Linked DNA regions of Sus scrofa: regions 2, 3 and 4 are each linked to region 1. A link is a contact called in public HiChIP or PLAC-seq data. All regions are on one chromosome and are shown on one strand. The core of a region is the stretch at or near the end of the contact, and the rest is flanking DNA. Distances in the headings are between cores, read along the strand shown.

Region 1 (3,552 bases), core at 788-3,287:
TACAGTTGGCTCTATGATTGAAATGGCTCCAGCTCTCCTCTCCAGTCCCCACTAGGTTATTGGGACAGAAAAAGAGACTTCCTATATCTTTTTAGCACTTCTTAGGAGGCTCTAGACTCACACCCACACTTCTGCTTTTTGAGATATGAGAAAACCAGTTCTGAGGAAGTATAAATACTTGTCAATTCTTGGAAAAAGAAGACCTACTTCAGACTCCAAAACCAAGCCCAGGGCATTCTGACAAGGGAAATAACTTACCACAAGTCCCAGAGCCAGTAAGGAGTCAAGGTGGAGTAAGGTTCGAATTCAAGACTCTCGGGATCCAAAGCCTAAGTCCAGACAATTCTCTACTTCCTCATCACTAATGAGCTAGTCAGAATTCTTACAAAATGGAATAAAATGGAACAGAGTTTGACCAGACTTTCCTATTCTTCCAGATCCTAGAAATCCTCTTGTTCCACGTTATTTTTTTATTTATTATTTTTTTTTGGAGGGAATATTCTTATTTCAGGACCCTAATTACTGAATTCTTATACTTTATTTATGCAGTGGTTCAGTGTATAATCTTTGTTTTCCTCCAATATTTAACAAGAAAATGCTGACCTCCTGATTTAATGAAATAGCAGTGTGATGCAACAATTCTGTGTTAATCCAAGCATCTGGTCTTCTTGACACCTGCATTTTCTGCTACATATCATGGTGACTGGAGAGGCATTTAAACTCTTAGTTGGCAGATTCAGGTTCAGTTTGGAGTATAAACCACAATGCAATGCCCTATCAAAGTGTCAGGACACTACAGGACCTTTCACTAGGAAGTTCAAGGTGTTACTGCTCAACAGCTGCACATCAGCCAAGTCAACGTAACGTATATGTACCTGCTGCCTAAGGTTGGACTCTGTCCCTGGTGAGTCCAGCAAATAGAGCTTGGAACCGTGGGTAGAATTTACAGCTGTGCCTCTCCACGTGCTGTGAGATATTCAGGAAGAACTCAGATGTGTCTATGGAACCTCTTTGATTAATAAAGGGAATCTGTCATAATTTTCTCCCTAGATTACACAAGTCTGGGGAGTCAATTTCCTAAAGATTTTGGAGAAAGCCACTTTATACTAGAAAACATTTCTTTTCCTATCAGAAAGGCCATTATATCCTGTGGTTTAGAGTTAGGCCATGAGAGATTTGGATTACACTCTCAGTCCTCTCAAATGACATTGGGCAAGTAACCAAACAGCCCTCACTCTATCTCCTCACTTAATAAATACTTTGATAACAAATATGAAGTAGCTCCTGGGCAAATAAAAAACCAATTGTGAAGGGCCTCTGACATGTCCTACAGACTTAAGGCCTAAAGTTGAGAAGTCCTGAGGAGATGACTAGAAGAGGGGGAACTTTTGCTATCTTGAGGATAGTTTCAGGATTAGGAAATTCTGGGTAGGGGTGAGTTTTTCCTCCACACACCTGAATCCAGTTTGTCCTTTCCCATTCTCCACCCAGCGGGGTTTGTCCTTTCTCCCATTCACCCACCCCAGAGAGACACCGCTTTCCCCTGTCCAACTTCTTAAGGCCCTGGGGCACACCTGACTGTGGCCTCCCCGCCCACAGCTCCAGGTGCCAGGCCTTCCCCACACCCCGCCCTGCGGTGCGGCGGAGGGGCCCCCGCTAGTCCGAACAGGCTCTACCCTCCCGCCTCAGGCTCCCCCAACCCCGCGTTCCCGGGCCCCCAGGGCCGCCCTGCGTGCTGGGCCTCAGCACCCCGCTCTCTGGTCCAGATGGACCTTTTCTTGCGGGCCGCAGACCTCTCCCCTCTTAGTTGGCCGCCCTGGGGGTCCAGGCTGGTCAGGCCCGCTCAGGGTCTCGGGGGAGCTCGGGAGCCGTAGCCTGTCGGCGGGGCCCCGCCTCACCCGGGCGCACTGACCCGGCCGGCGGCCTCACTCACCGCAGCGGCGCGCGCCCGCAGACAGACAAAGGCCGGCACCGATCCCACAGCAGCGCCGGCGCGAGCAGACCGGACTACAGCTCCCAGGAGGTTCCGCGCGAGCTGGAGGCTGGGGCCTCGGCGGCCCCGGCTTTCCCGAGCACTGTGGGAAACGTAGTTCGGCGATGCGTCCGGCCTCTCGGGACTCTGCGGGTCCAGGTGATCGCTGGGCGCTCAGGCCACCTCCATATGGTCCTCAGCCGGTGGCGCTGATTCGTTCGCGGGTGTATGTAGAGCGGGCACCAAGAGCGCCGAAAGGCTGCTCAAATTAGCCAGGCGTGTGTAGGCAGCTTGTGAAGTCGTCCGCTGAACCAAGAAACTGAGAATCTGGGTTCTTGCATTAGGTATGGTGGGAGGAAGCTCATTGGGAAGAAATGAGTTGATAAAACCTTGGGTGCTTGGAGGTTTTGTTTTGAGCCATTGGGGGAGCAAAGACTAAGTATTCTGTAGTTAGAGCTCTGAGGCGAGGAGCAGATATTTCAAGCGAAGTCTGTGGCGTTTTGGAACACCAGAGGAGAATTTAGTGAGGTTGGGGAGGAGTCTGGTGGAGGGCTATGCTCTTCTTATCCCGTTAAAGAATTTGCATCCGAAATAATGGGTAAGAGATCCGGTTTGGAATTGTCTTGAATTTGCATGTCAGCTCCACCACTGACTAGCTGCAGAATTCTGGATAGGCTTCTTACCTGGTGGGGAGCCCAGGATGTGGTTAGGTGGCAGCTACAGAGGCTTCTTGAAAGGGCCAGAATCCAAGTCAGGTCACCCTCTTGATACTTGCAGAGCAAAGGCAGGTATGTAAGAACCCAGAAAAAAAAAATCTTTCTGCATGTACCCCCTCTGAGTTTTGGAGAGAAAACACTATTTTCTAGGATAAGAAATTAGATTTTTTTCTTACATGGATAAATTGTAAGTTTTGAAAATCACTCAGCAAGTTAGATGAGCTCTTTTTCATGAGGCTTCTTTGTGAAGTACAGGCATTCAAATCCTGTTGTGTGATCCTAAGAGGGGGCAAGGCTCCCTAAATGCCTTAAGCCACCTTCAAATGTATTTTTATAGGATCCTGGCCTCTGAAAGGGAATTTGGGAGAGGGAAGAATGGTATTAAAATTTTCTATGGCTGAGACTGCTTGGGCTTCCTCCCCGTTTGAATCGCTTTCGTCTTCCTTCATCCTGGAGCTCTCCTCAGTGTAATTCTCTCCAGGTTCCCTGCTCCAGAGCTCCTACGCAGAGGCTAGTTTATCCTATTAAAGGAGAGGTTTCATAAGGTATGTTTCCTCTTACTATGTGTTTGTCCTCTACCCAAAAGTCACCTGTTAAACATTTAACAACAAAAACAAAACATTTAATTTCTCACTGTGTACAAAGTGTAAGTTGATTGCTAAGTGTTAGTTTCACTATCACTAATAACATCATTATTTAAGTTCATTGAACCTGTATGTTCTGAGCCCATTTTAAGCGTCAGGTACTCTGCTGGGCTTTGGACACATAAATGTAAAAAAGATATACTCTCTTCTCCTAGGAAGGGAGCTGACAGTCTAGTTTAGAAGACAAACACACACCTTTCCTCAAAACCCAGGACAGCAG
Region 2 (3,552 bases), core at 417-2,916, 230 kb before region 1:
TGCGAGAGGGGCACGCAGCCGTTGAGGAAGCGGAGCCTGCCGCCAGCCGGCTTCGGGGTACCCTCGGGGGCGGCCTCGCTCGCCGCTGGGGTCCGCATTTCTGGGGGGCCGGGAGCCTCGAGCCGGAGAGGGGATGGTGGCTCCGTTGCCATAACGGAGAGCTGAAGCGGTTAGCGGCAGTGAGAGCAGGGGGGTAAATAGGGCGGAGGGAGGGGGCGCCGAGAACCGAGGGTCGCTCAGTCTCGGCCGCGAGGAGGCCCGGGGGTTTCTGCGGCTGGTGGCCGCTGTGGCCCGATGAGGGGGCCCATGACGCCGCAGAGGCGCGGGCGCTCCCCTGCCCAACTCTGGGCAGAGCGCGGCTCCCTGCTCCCTCAGCTCCGCCGCCGGCCCCGGCGCAGCCCCGGAGACGGATCCGAGCGGATGAGCTGCGGCTGCGGCGCCCCGCGCTCCCAGGGGCCTTGACGGCGACGGCGGCCCCACCTCCCGCGCCCCCGCCCCCTCCCGCCGTCCTCCAGTCCCCTTAGCTGCCGCGCGCGCGTCAGCGCCGCCTGCACCGCCGCCTCCGCCGCAAGCTTCCGACTGCGCGACCAGCGGCCGCTGCCGCCACTGAGCATGCCCAGAGGCCGCCCGACGGGACCCCCGCGGCGGGGCGTGCGCCCCGGCCGCCAGGGCGAGCGGAAGGCGACCTGGATGCTGGGAAGACGCTGGCGGCCTTTCTTGTCCCCACCCTGACTGGCCGTGTGACGCCTGCAGGGCTGTTGTGTCCTCATTCATTCAGTGCGCGTTTGCACGCTTACCGGGGTCCGGCTCAAAGATGCCAGAGGCTCCCAATTGTGAGGACCAGTCAGTCCCGCGTTAGGAGAGTTAGGAGGGTGGCTGTGCCCAGGATGACTTGTGAGGCCACCCTTTAACTGCGATTACCTCCCTACAATCCCCAGCCGCACAGATACAACAGGAGTAAAAACTGGCAGTTTCTTAGCAGACGCGCCTGCAAAACACCCTTCAAGTAATACTATACCCCCTCCGAAAATTGGTGCCCCTAAGCAACTAAGAAAAGAAAGAAAAAGAAACCGACACCTATATCAGACTGCAAAAGATAAGGAATAATCTTTTTTAAGTGATCATTTTTTTTCTCTTAATGAAAAGAGCCAGGTTTTTTTCCCCTCCCTCAACACGAAGTTGTGTTAAGGCAAGGTCCCTTACGTTAAGGCAAGATCCAAGGTCCTCAATAGATGGAGAATTGGGTAGGCAGAAAAAAGGGATGCACAGTGGGAGCGAGGGGAGAGCCTAGAATGAGACATCACAGTGGGTTCCTGTGTCTGTCACTGGCATTTCATATAACTGGACTTCGCCCTGCAGGTACCAGACTAAACAAGAAAATGTGGGGTAAAACCTTAGATATCTGATTTTGGCAAGTGTTACATCAGCACTTGTTCTCGGTCCAGAGAAATCCGCGCACCTGGGAGAAACATAAAACCTGGCCTGGACTCCCTATTCCAAAGGCCCTTTTCCTGGGCTCCAGAACCAAGCGCCTAAGGATTGCGCAAACTCAGTTGCTACCTCTCTAGGTCGCTACTTCTCTAGGTCTCTCCCTCCTCCCCCCTCCTGCGGCTGTCAAAATCCGGACTCAAGATCTCCCAAAGGCCCGGGACACAGCTCTGCGCATGCTCAGCACTAGCCTGACGGATAATACACACGTGCTTACCGATCGTCGCGGCGCCTGCGCGGTAGCAGCCTGGAGTCGGTGCCCTTAGGACCGTCGCTGGTCGCCCCTTGACTCCCGCTGTCCGCGCGAGCCGGTTTGTGCTCAGCGTCCAGTGCACATCCTTGCAAGCGACGGCGCCATGAGTACGACTTCCAGCGTACGAGGTGAAGTGGGGCCTGGGAGTGGGTAAGGCTGGCGGCCTGCGCACCGATTGCAGATCCCTCAGCGCCTCTTTGGGCTGTTACTGCCGCTCGCTCTGCGCGCCCGCCGGTCCTGTAACCTTGAGATGCAGAAGGGCAAGCGTTCCGCTGGCCTTCGGGCTCCCCGGACCGCACGGGGAAAAGAGCAAGATCAGAGTATGATCTCCAGGCATAAGTGGCATGGGGGCCATGCAGGCATCTACCCAGTTTTAGACCGCATTTCCCCAAACTAGCTAAACCCTAAATCCTAACGATTCTTGCTCTGCTAGTTTTTCTTATCCCCTGCGACGCCTGTTTTGTCATAGGGCCTGGATAAAAGGAAAGATGAAAACAAACAAAAAACCCTCTTCTCCACTCTCAACCCTTAAATCACCGTGGAGTGAGAACGTCGATTTCCTGCAACCATCAAGCGGTGCATGCATGACTAATCACATCTTAGTTTTTTGCACACGTTTTTTTAAAGGAAGGAAACCCAATCCGGGGTCTTCAGTTTTCCCAGGTTTTTTTGTTTTGTTTTTGTTTTTGTTTTAATGCCTCTGGCATCTGGCTCTCGGTGGCAGTAGTCCAAGAGAGGATAGAAAACTGAGTTGGAGCTCACTGATCCTTCACCTTTCTCAGCCTTGCTTCCCTTGTGCTGGTACCTGGGGTTTGAAAATGTTACTTCACAGAAGGTTCGATTAAAATTAGACTTTCTAGAAGTCAGTTAATGTGGGGCTTCACTTCATAATAATTCTTGATGGTAGTATAATTGTTAATTTAATAATGTGTACCATCCAGTATACATGTGATCTTTGCCAGGTATATAACGCCACACCTCAAGGTTTGGTAACGTGTAATGATAGTTAAGTAAAGGCAAAGAGATTGCCCAGAAGTCAATTAAAAATAGCGCTCTTGATTCATTTAGTGAATATTGAGCATCTGGAGTGGGAGGTGTAAAAGATCCCTACTAACTTGCACCCTAGTTTTGTTGCAAAAGTTACCTAACAGAGTGAGGTTGGTAATCCATGACGTTTTTAAGTTCCTAATGTGGCATATAGGAGGTGATTACTTGGAAAAGTTATTTCAAAGGGTATTCATCATTAGTCTCCCTTAAGTAGAGTCATCCTTGTTGCAATTAAAGTAGAGATTGGAGTTCCTGTTGTGGCTCAGCGGCAATGAACCTGTCTAGTATCCATGAGGACGTGGATTCAATCCCTGGTCCTGCTCAGTGGATTAAGGATCTGGTGTTGCCACAAGGTGTGGTGTAGGCCAAAGTTCCAATTTGACCCCTAGCCTGGGAACTTATATCTGCCCTAGGTGCGGCCCTATTTAAAAAAAAAAGAAGAAATAAAGTAGGGATTGATTTTTGATTTTTGTTTGTTTTGTTGTTAATTTTTTTTTTCCTGAGGAAATTGTTGTGTAAAATAAGATAAATGTGACTCGAACCACTGAAGGAAGACTGTTTGCATTTGTGTGATATGGGCCAAAAGATTCCAAACTATTGGTTTTTTGGCCATGCCCTCAGTATGCAGAATTGCCAGGCCAGGGATGGAACTGGAGACACAACAGTGACCCAAGCCGCAGAAGTGACAATGCTGGTTCCTTAGCCACTAGGCCACCAGGGAACTCCCCATAAGTGTATTTTTAAAATTTGGAGTCATTTTGTGT
Region 3 (3,552 bases), core at 500-2,999, 180 kb before region 1:
CTGGGAAAAGGAGGGTGGGCCAGAGTGCAGAGAAGCAAACCTCAAGAAAAAGGAAGTAAGAGAATAGCTAAACTCCAGAAAGATTTTAGTATTATGTTTATTTTGGGGGAAGGGGATGAGAGGCTTCTAAATCAAGTTTCAGATTCCATTACACATTTCCATCATTCTTTCACTATCCTATCTACCTAGGACTTTAAGTTACATGAGTGGATTTTTGTTCCTTGTTCTTTGTAAGCCTTTAAAGAAGCTATGGTAGCTACTGTTTGGGGCTTTCCTCCAACCCTGACATTGTAACACATTCTCATTCCTGGCCACAAAGAAGGAAGGTGGACATGTCCAGTAGACTTTTGGACATAAAAGGCTGAAATTTGGGTGAGAGTTTCATTGGAAAGAAAGATTTTAAGTCATTATCATATAGAAAAAAACAAGGAAATAATTTTTATAGAGCACTTTCAACATATTAGGTATTGTGGCATGTTATATGTATATCAGTTAATTTTTACAATAACATATCTAGAGATTTTGACATGAGGAAACTGAGGCTTAGAGAGTTTAATTGACTACACAACCACACAGTGGGTACGAATCAGAGCTGGGATCCCATTCCAGGAGAGGATCTGTCTACAAAGCCCTCCCTCCAGCCAAGCTTCGTGGGCTCCCACCCAGTTCATGGTAGAGATCAGAGACTGGAACTCCAGGCCACTCTGACTCTTGAGAAGGGGAGCTAGTGACAAAAAAGCCAAAGCCAGAGGAGTAAAAACCCCAACTACCCTAGTGCTCTGGTAGGCGGTAAGTATTTTAAAAAGCAAAAGGTAGCCAGCAATGAAATAGGTCAAAAACGTCATGGAGGAAAAGGAGCGAACTCGATTTGGGAAGTAGAAGCTCAAGTGCGACTCTGGTGAGAAGCGAGTTCTGCTGGTGCTGAAAGCAGAAGCCAAGTTTTATTGAGCACACACGTTCATAAGAATTGAGTGAGTGAGGAGCGCGAGGAGACTATGGGGACAGAGCAGGTACTACTGGTCTGTCAACGGAAAGGAAGGAGGATGAAACTCAGAATTGGGAGTTCCAAGAAGAAGCAAACATGGTGGGATTAGCATCAGATAGAAGGGGCGACTTTTGAAATAGGAATTAAGGAGGTAAGGTGTCTTAACTGGTATAAGTCTGTGCATATGTGAGAAATTGACGCAATTCAAGTATTTGAGAAGAGGGTAAAATCTGTAAACGTAAAAAAAAGCAAGATGAGCTACAGCACGTCAGAAATTCTTGTACATGTTTTTCAAGCTAATTTGTTATCCTCATTTTACAGAATGGGGACTCCACTTCAGTACCTTGCTCAAAATCCAACTGCAGAGACCTACTCAACCCGGGGTAGTTCTGAGATCAGCCTGCGGGTCTAGGTCATCTGTGAGCAACGCACCCCCGCCCCGGGCGGCGGCCAGGAAGAGCCGGAACTACACTTCCCAAAGTGCCCGGCGGGATGGGGCGGGGCGGGGCGGGGCGGACACAGCCTCCTTCCCAGAAGCAAAAGCGGAAACAAAAGAGTCTCACCGGCGTCCCCGCCCGCATACTGGCGCTGGGGCGCACTCGGAACGGGCAGCGGCTCCCGGAGCGAGCGAGAGAGCAGCAAGCCGGGACCCTCCCGGCTGAGCCAGCCGAATAGCCAGCGAACCGAGTCCGCAACGATCCCACGCCTCCGAGCCCCGAAGCCGTCCCCCACCGGCCAGTGTCCCCGCTGTCCTCCCTGACCCATGGCGCTGAAGCGGATTCAGAAAGTGAGTGCCGGGGCCCGGTCTGGGGCGGGGGCTTCAGCCCCCTGCCCACGCTGAGCCCGGCGGTGGTCTGAGAGTTGTGCCTGGAGGGAACGTGAAAGAAGGATGGGCCGGGGCGGGAACCAGGGGCCAGGGATGCTGGCGGGGCCAGCGGGCACCCGACAGGTGAGGTGGGAGCAGCGGCAGGTCCCGGGCGCTGGAGGTGCTGGGAGGCAGGGGGCCCGCCGTGCGCTCTCTCAGGACCTGCGCCCGGAGCCCCGGCCGGAGATCGTTTCGGTCTCCAGACCTTCCCGAAATCTGTGCTTCTCGGTCGCGCCTGAATTTTGTCCTATACCGGGCGAGTTTTGGCCCTTGTCATGCTGCTTTCTTCAAGCTGTTTCTTAAGCCGGTTCTCTTTTATGTTCTTGTCTCCCTGGACTCCCGGGGAGGGCAAGGAAGGTGTGGTGGGCCTGCAGCCTTCCTCCGCGGAGCCCTTGGATTTGTTCTTTCTCTCCTCTGAGGTTGGCTCTTGCTCAGATGCCCGAATGGGCTGGAAAAGCCTGTTTGGGGCCGAGAAGCCTCCTGCCCCTTCTATTTTGGTCCCTCTGCTGCTGCCACTTCAGGTCACATAGCTGTAGTGAAAACATAGTTGCTGATACACAGCAAGATGACCTCCTGGCTGTGATTCATGGCAAGTCAAGCCAAGCAGGTTTTTTTTACCCCTCATGATAAACTTAGGTGTAAAGTTTGAGACACAACAGAAACTGCCACAAATTTAATTGTTTGATGTTTTGACACATGGGTATAGAATGAGGAAGAAATGTGTACGTTCATTAAAGAAATGTTTGTCTATCCCAAACGCAGTGTAAGGTATTGTCTTCTCTTGCATAGTATCTATTGCTACTGTCTCTACATGAACATCTTACAAAATTGGGTTGGGGCATTTTCTTTCTGTTCACTTTTACTTCTTGTTAGGTGATTTGGTCTGTTCACTGACACAAGTTTTAGGTTTTATTGGTATGTTTCATGTGGAGAACATTGAGAATTTGTTATTTTAATGGGAGTTAGGTTCAGCAAGTTAAGCCAACAATGGACAGTATGTTTTGTAAAGGATTTCAGAAGAAATCCTACCGAAAAAATTTATCAACCTTTTCAGGCATGAATCAAAAGAACAGTGATAGAGATGTTTTCTTAGTCACCATTGGTGGCATCTTCTGGTACAGAGGACAGCAACTTTCTAGAACCAGCCAATTTTGGGGGGGGAGAGTCAAATACTAAATCTGTGGAATATTGTTAATTTTTGTACTTTTTAAAGTTCCTCTCGCTATAAAGCCCATAGCTAATGATCAGCATTTATTGATTAGTATGTTTTCTGGTTTGAAGATAATGCAGTTACACATTTTTTTTTAATAGATAATTCTAATCTGAAGCCTCACTCAGCATCTTTGCCATGCCTTGTGTACTTATTAATGATGATGTAATATTGGCTCTCATTTGAAGTAAACCACACACATTTTTCCAAGTAAGTCTTAAAAATTACATTTTCTTCTTCTCTAGTTGTGAGAATTTTTTACAAAGCTTTACACATATAATAGCTTTTAAGTAGTGTAGAATTTGTCCACAGTAGACAAAGGAAATTGTCATTATTTGTAAATATACTGGGCAACTATCAATCACCATGCTGAGCCAGTATATTTGATTTGTATTTATAATATGGCATATACCCAAATCATATTTTCAGCTCTTAGTTTGTAACAGAGTTGTCTGGTTAAGAAAATATTCTTACGTAGAATTGATGTCAGAT
Region 4 (3,552 bases), core at 698-3,197, 130 kb before region 1:
TTAAAAAATACTGTCATCTGATGAAAACAAATGTTATAGATTAGATTTGTAAGAAATTTACAGCAAGATTTATCAAAAAGACACTTTTTTTTTTTTTTTTTTTGTCTTTTTGCCTTTTCTAGGGCCACTCCTGCGGCATATGGAGATTTCCAGGCTAGGGGTCTAATCAGAGCTGTAGCCGCCGGCCTATGCCACAGCCACAGCAATGGGGGATCCACGCAGTGTCTGCGACCTGCACCACAGCTCACGGCAACGCTGGATCTTTAACCCACTGAGCAAGGCCAGGGATCGAACCCGCAACATCATCGTACCTAGTCAGATTCGTTAACCACTGCGCCACGACGGGAACTCCCAAAAAGACACTTTAAAACAACAAAATTATTTTTTTAAATATCCAAAAGAAGCTTAACTTTATGTCAAACATCTGAAAGAACAAAAACATTCCAAGAAAATATAAAGAAAAAATATTTCAAAAATCAGCTAAAATGTAACTGTAAGGAATTCTATCCTGTACTTAATCTCTATCTTGATACTCTGTTGTAACTTCATTTCTTTGATTCTGCCACTTGACTTCACACAGAATGCTGTGTTTTTTATCTGCATTTGGGACCCTGTACATAGTATATATGTACTCGGAAAAAACAAAAACTCGTCTCTTCCATGACAGGGTGAGAGTTTGAACAGATGAGACTGTGTGAAGCAGGAAATGGTGGTAGATGCTTACCACTTCAGAGAAAAAGTGGGCTTAGTCCTTTCTAGCACCAAAGGGCCAATTTTTCAAAGCTACAGAAAGATAGAATCAGCTTAATATTATTACACTGGTAAAAATTTTCTGGAGTTCCCATCATGGCTCAGCCAAAATGAATCTGACTAGGAACCATGAGGATGCAGGTTGGATCCGGGCCTCGCTCAATGTGTTAAGCATATGGCATTCCGTGATCTGTGGTGTAGGTGGCAGATGAAGCTCAGATCTGGTCTTGCTGTGGCTGCGGTGTAGGCGGGCAGCTGCAGCTCAGATGTGACCCCTAGACTGGGAACCTCCATATGCCGCAAGTGCGGCCCTAAAAAGACGCCCCTCCCCCAAAAAAAGAATTTTCTGACAATTACAGCTATCCAACAAAGGAAAGGCTGTTTCAAGAGTTGGCAATCCTTGAAGCAATTGGAATGTAAAAACTAGGAGAGCCCTTAGCTTTAGTCTTTAGATCTTCCCAAACTTTTTCATGCCATTGTCCACGCAGAAAAATGGTTGTACAAAACGCATCGACCAATATTTTAAGGCGTACCTGCCACTGTTCTCAGGGCTTTGGTTGGGAGTACTCTGATCTAGTCCAACATCCTCATCTGCAGAAGGGAGAAATTAAATCTTAGAGGATGCGACATTCCCCGATTAGGATGTTAATACCGGATCTAGGATTCTAGTTCCAGACTATTAACTAGTCAATGTCTCCTCCCCACAAATTAAGCAGGGTTGGATATCAAGTTTGAAGTCTGGGTCAGCGACAGCTGCAGTGGATGGGAAGATGGTCTGGATCTGTATTGCTTTAAATGTGGCCCCATGACCATTTGTTAAACCTTAAGGATCCTGTTAAAAACGCGGAGACCTGGGAACCCACACAGGTACACTGAATCAAGCTCAGCAGCAAGGCCCGGAAATCTGCATTCAAAGGTTTGAAACCAGGCTCCACCCAACTCGTCGTCAGTAATTTTGACTCTGAGCTCCAGCTCCTGCTTGAACTTAGGCACTCTGCTGGGCGCAAAGCACCCAGCCACCTGACCTCAGAGCAGCGTGGGCGACACAGGTACTCGCGGTAAAACTGTCTGTTGCGTACTAGCCCTCCCTGCCGTCACAGGCAGACGCCAGCCACTGCCTCCATCAGCCTCCTGGCCCCGCCACGGAATACGCTGTGGAAGCGGGGGCCGGGGGCGGCTCAGCAGCGCCCCCTCGAGGCCAGGGCCCTCCGCAGGCGAGCCGGGCTGCGGTTTCCCTTCTCCGCCCCCGAGCTCCTCCTCCTTCGTCGTAGTCCCGCCCACCTAGGAAGCGACTACTGCGTCTGCACCTTTTTCCTTGTCCCCGCCCCCTATCTAAACCGGATGTTGACTGATTTCCCATAGTGCCTCGCGAGTGGCGGGCATGATAGCGAGGTCTGAAGAGTTGCTTGCGAGTTCAAGTCGTCATTGTTGGGGTTGTTCTCTTGCGCTCGGGAGCTGCACAAGATTGGGGCCTGGTCAGTGCTTTGTCTACGGGTGCAATGGCGCTTCTCCGGGGCGTGTGGGGCGTGCTGAGTGCCCTGGGAAAGTCAGGAGCGGACCTCTGTGCGGTTTGTGGAAGTCGACTGCGCTCTCCGTTCAGGTAGGACTGCTTACCTTGCGCCTCGGGAGGCGGCAGGGCTCACGATGCCCTGCAGTTGTAATGTGGAAGCTTTTCTCCGCTTTCTGTTCCCCCAAAAAGGTCAGGGCCACCTTGGTCCTGTGATTCAGACCTCGACCTTGCCAAGGGGATGGTGGCTTTGAGACAAGGCCTCACTCCATCAGTACCCCGTGCCTTGCTTCCGGCCCTCCCCACTGTCTATACTTGGAGCCCGCGGTTTGGCATCCCCCTCGAAGCTCCCAGATTCTCCCGCCTTCGTCTAGGCACTGAGAAGGCGGGGCGCAGGAGCTGGATTATACATATTTTCCTCCACTTTCTGCCCTTCCTAGAAAGTAAGGGCTTGGAGACTTCAGTTTTACGAGCTCCTCCATCTGGCTGGGACAGGATTTTAATATCACTAGCTGTCTAATCGAAGGTGTTAGATAGCATCTTGATGACATCTCATTTGATATCTGTGTTCATATACATGTGAATATGAGCACCTAAATGCTTATTAACATTTGTTTTCTTTTTATTTGTACGTAGTTTTGCGTATGTACCAAGATGGTTTTCATCCACCCTGAGTGGTTTTCCAAAGAAGCCTATGACTTCATACGTTCGATTTTCTAAAGAACAGCTACCCATATTTAAAGCTCAGAACCCAGGTAAGGAGTTTTGGGCTTTGTACTCTTCTCTTATGTAATATAGAGGCCACTAAGCAGTTAAACTGCAAACTTAATATTCATTACCAAAGCATTCAGTGACGGCAAAACGTAACCATTCTGTGTGATGGTCTGTAAAACAGCAGATGTATTTTTTTACCAAACAAAAATGTCTTATTATTTTTGCTTTTCAGGGCCAAACCCTAAGGCATATGGAGGCTCCCAGGTTAGGGGTCCAATCAGAGCTACAGCTGCCGGCCTACACCACAGGCACAGCAACACAGGGTCCGAGCTGTGTCTTCAACCTACACCGCCGCTCACAGCAGCACCAAATCCATAACCCACTGAGCGAGGCCAGGGATCCAACCACAACCTCATGGTTGCTGATCGGATTTGTTTCCTCTGCACCACTACGGGAACCCCAAAAAAGTATTTTTAGAATAGCATCAGGTAGAGTGGAAAACAGCCAGGAAAAAGAATGAAAAACCAAAATTTGGGGCCTAGTTGCCATTAGTCTAGAGGACCATTGATGAATCATTTTAC

Evidence for each region. HiChIP or PLAC-seq counts read pairs in DNA pulled down with a chosen protein or histone mark.
Region 2: an H3K27ac HiChIP or PLAC-seq map of alveolar macrophages shows a contact between it and region 1. The contact joins the promoter of CISD1 here to the promoter of ZNF32 in region 1. A contact is called at or near these places in 1 of 47 Hi-C or Micro-C datasets (skeletal muscle) and 1 of 2 datasets of contacts at active chromatin or transcription factors (alveolar macrophages).
Region 3: an H3K27ac HiChIP or PLAC-seq map of alveolar macrophages shows a contact between it and region 1. The contact joins the promoter of UBE2D1 here to the promoter of ZNF32 in region 1. A contact is called at or near these places in 2 of 47 Hi-C or Micro-C datasets (heart right ventricle and skeletal muscle) and 1 of 2 datasets of contacts at active chromatin or transcription factors (alveolar macrophages).
Region 4: a contact with region 1 is called in an H3K27ac HiChIP or PLAC-seq map of alveolar macrophages. The contact joins the promoter of TFAM here to the promoter of ZNF32 in region 1. A contact is called at or near these places in 1 of 5 promoter capture datasets (liver) and 2 of 2 datasets of contacts at active chromatin or transcription factors (alveolar macrophages and skeletal muscle).

What each region holds. Positions count from the first base shown.
Region 1 is chr14:92,149,716-92,153,267 of Sscrofa11.1, reverse strand. ZNF32 (zinc finger protein 32) reads right to left here and starts at 2,037. Exons shown (of 3, transcript XM_021073021.1): 1 at 1,934-2,037. It also overlaps the pseudogene LOC102167823.
Region 2 is chr14:92,380,416-92,383,967 of Sscrofa11.1, reverse strand. It overlaps CISD1 (CDGSH iron-sulfur domain-containing protein 1), which reads left to right and starts at 1,666. Exons shown (of 3, transcript XM_021073223.1): 1 at 1,666-1,869. The coding sequence starts at 1,845. IPMK (inositol polyphosphate multikinase) reads right to left here and starts at 497. Exons shown (of 6, transcript XM_021073222.1): 1 at 1-497. The coding sequence starts at 152.
Region 3 is chr14:92,328,410-92,331,961 of Sscrofa11.1, reverse strand. UBE2D1 (UB2D1) reads left to right here and starts at 1,749. Exons shown (of 7, transcript NM_001078674.1): 1 at 1,749-1,772. The coding sequence starts at 1,749.
Region 4 is chr14:92,278,126-92,281,677 of Sscrofa11.1, reverse strand. TFAM (transcription factor A, mitochondrial) reads left to right here and starts at 1,947. Exons shown (of 7, transcript NM_001130211.1): 1 at 1,947-2,350; 2 at 2,894-3,012. The coding sequence starts at 2,250.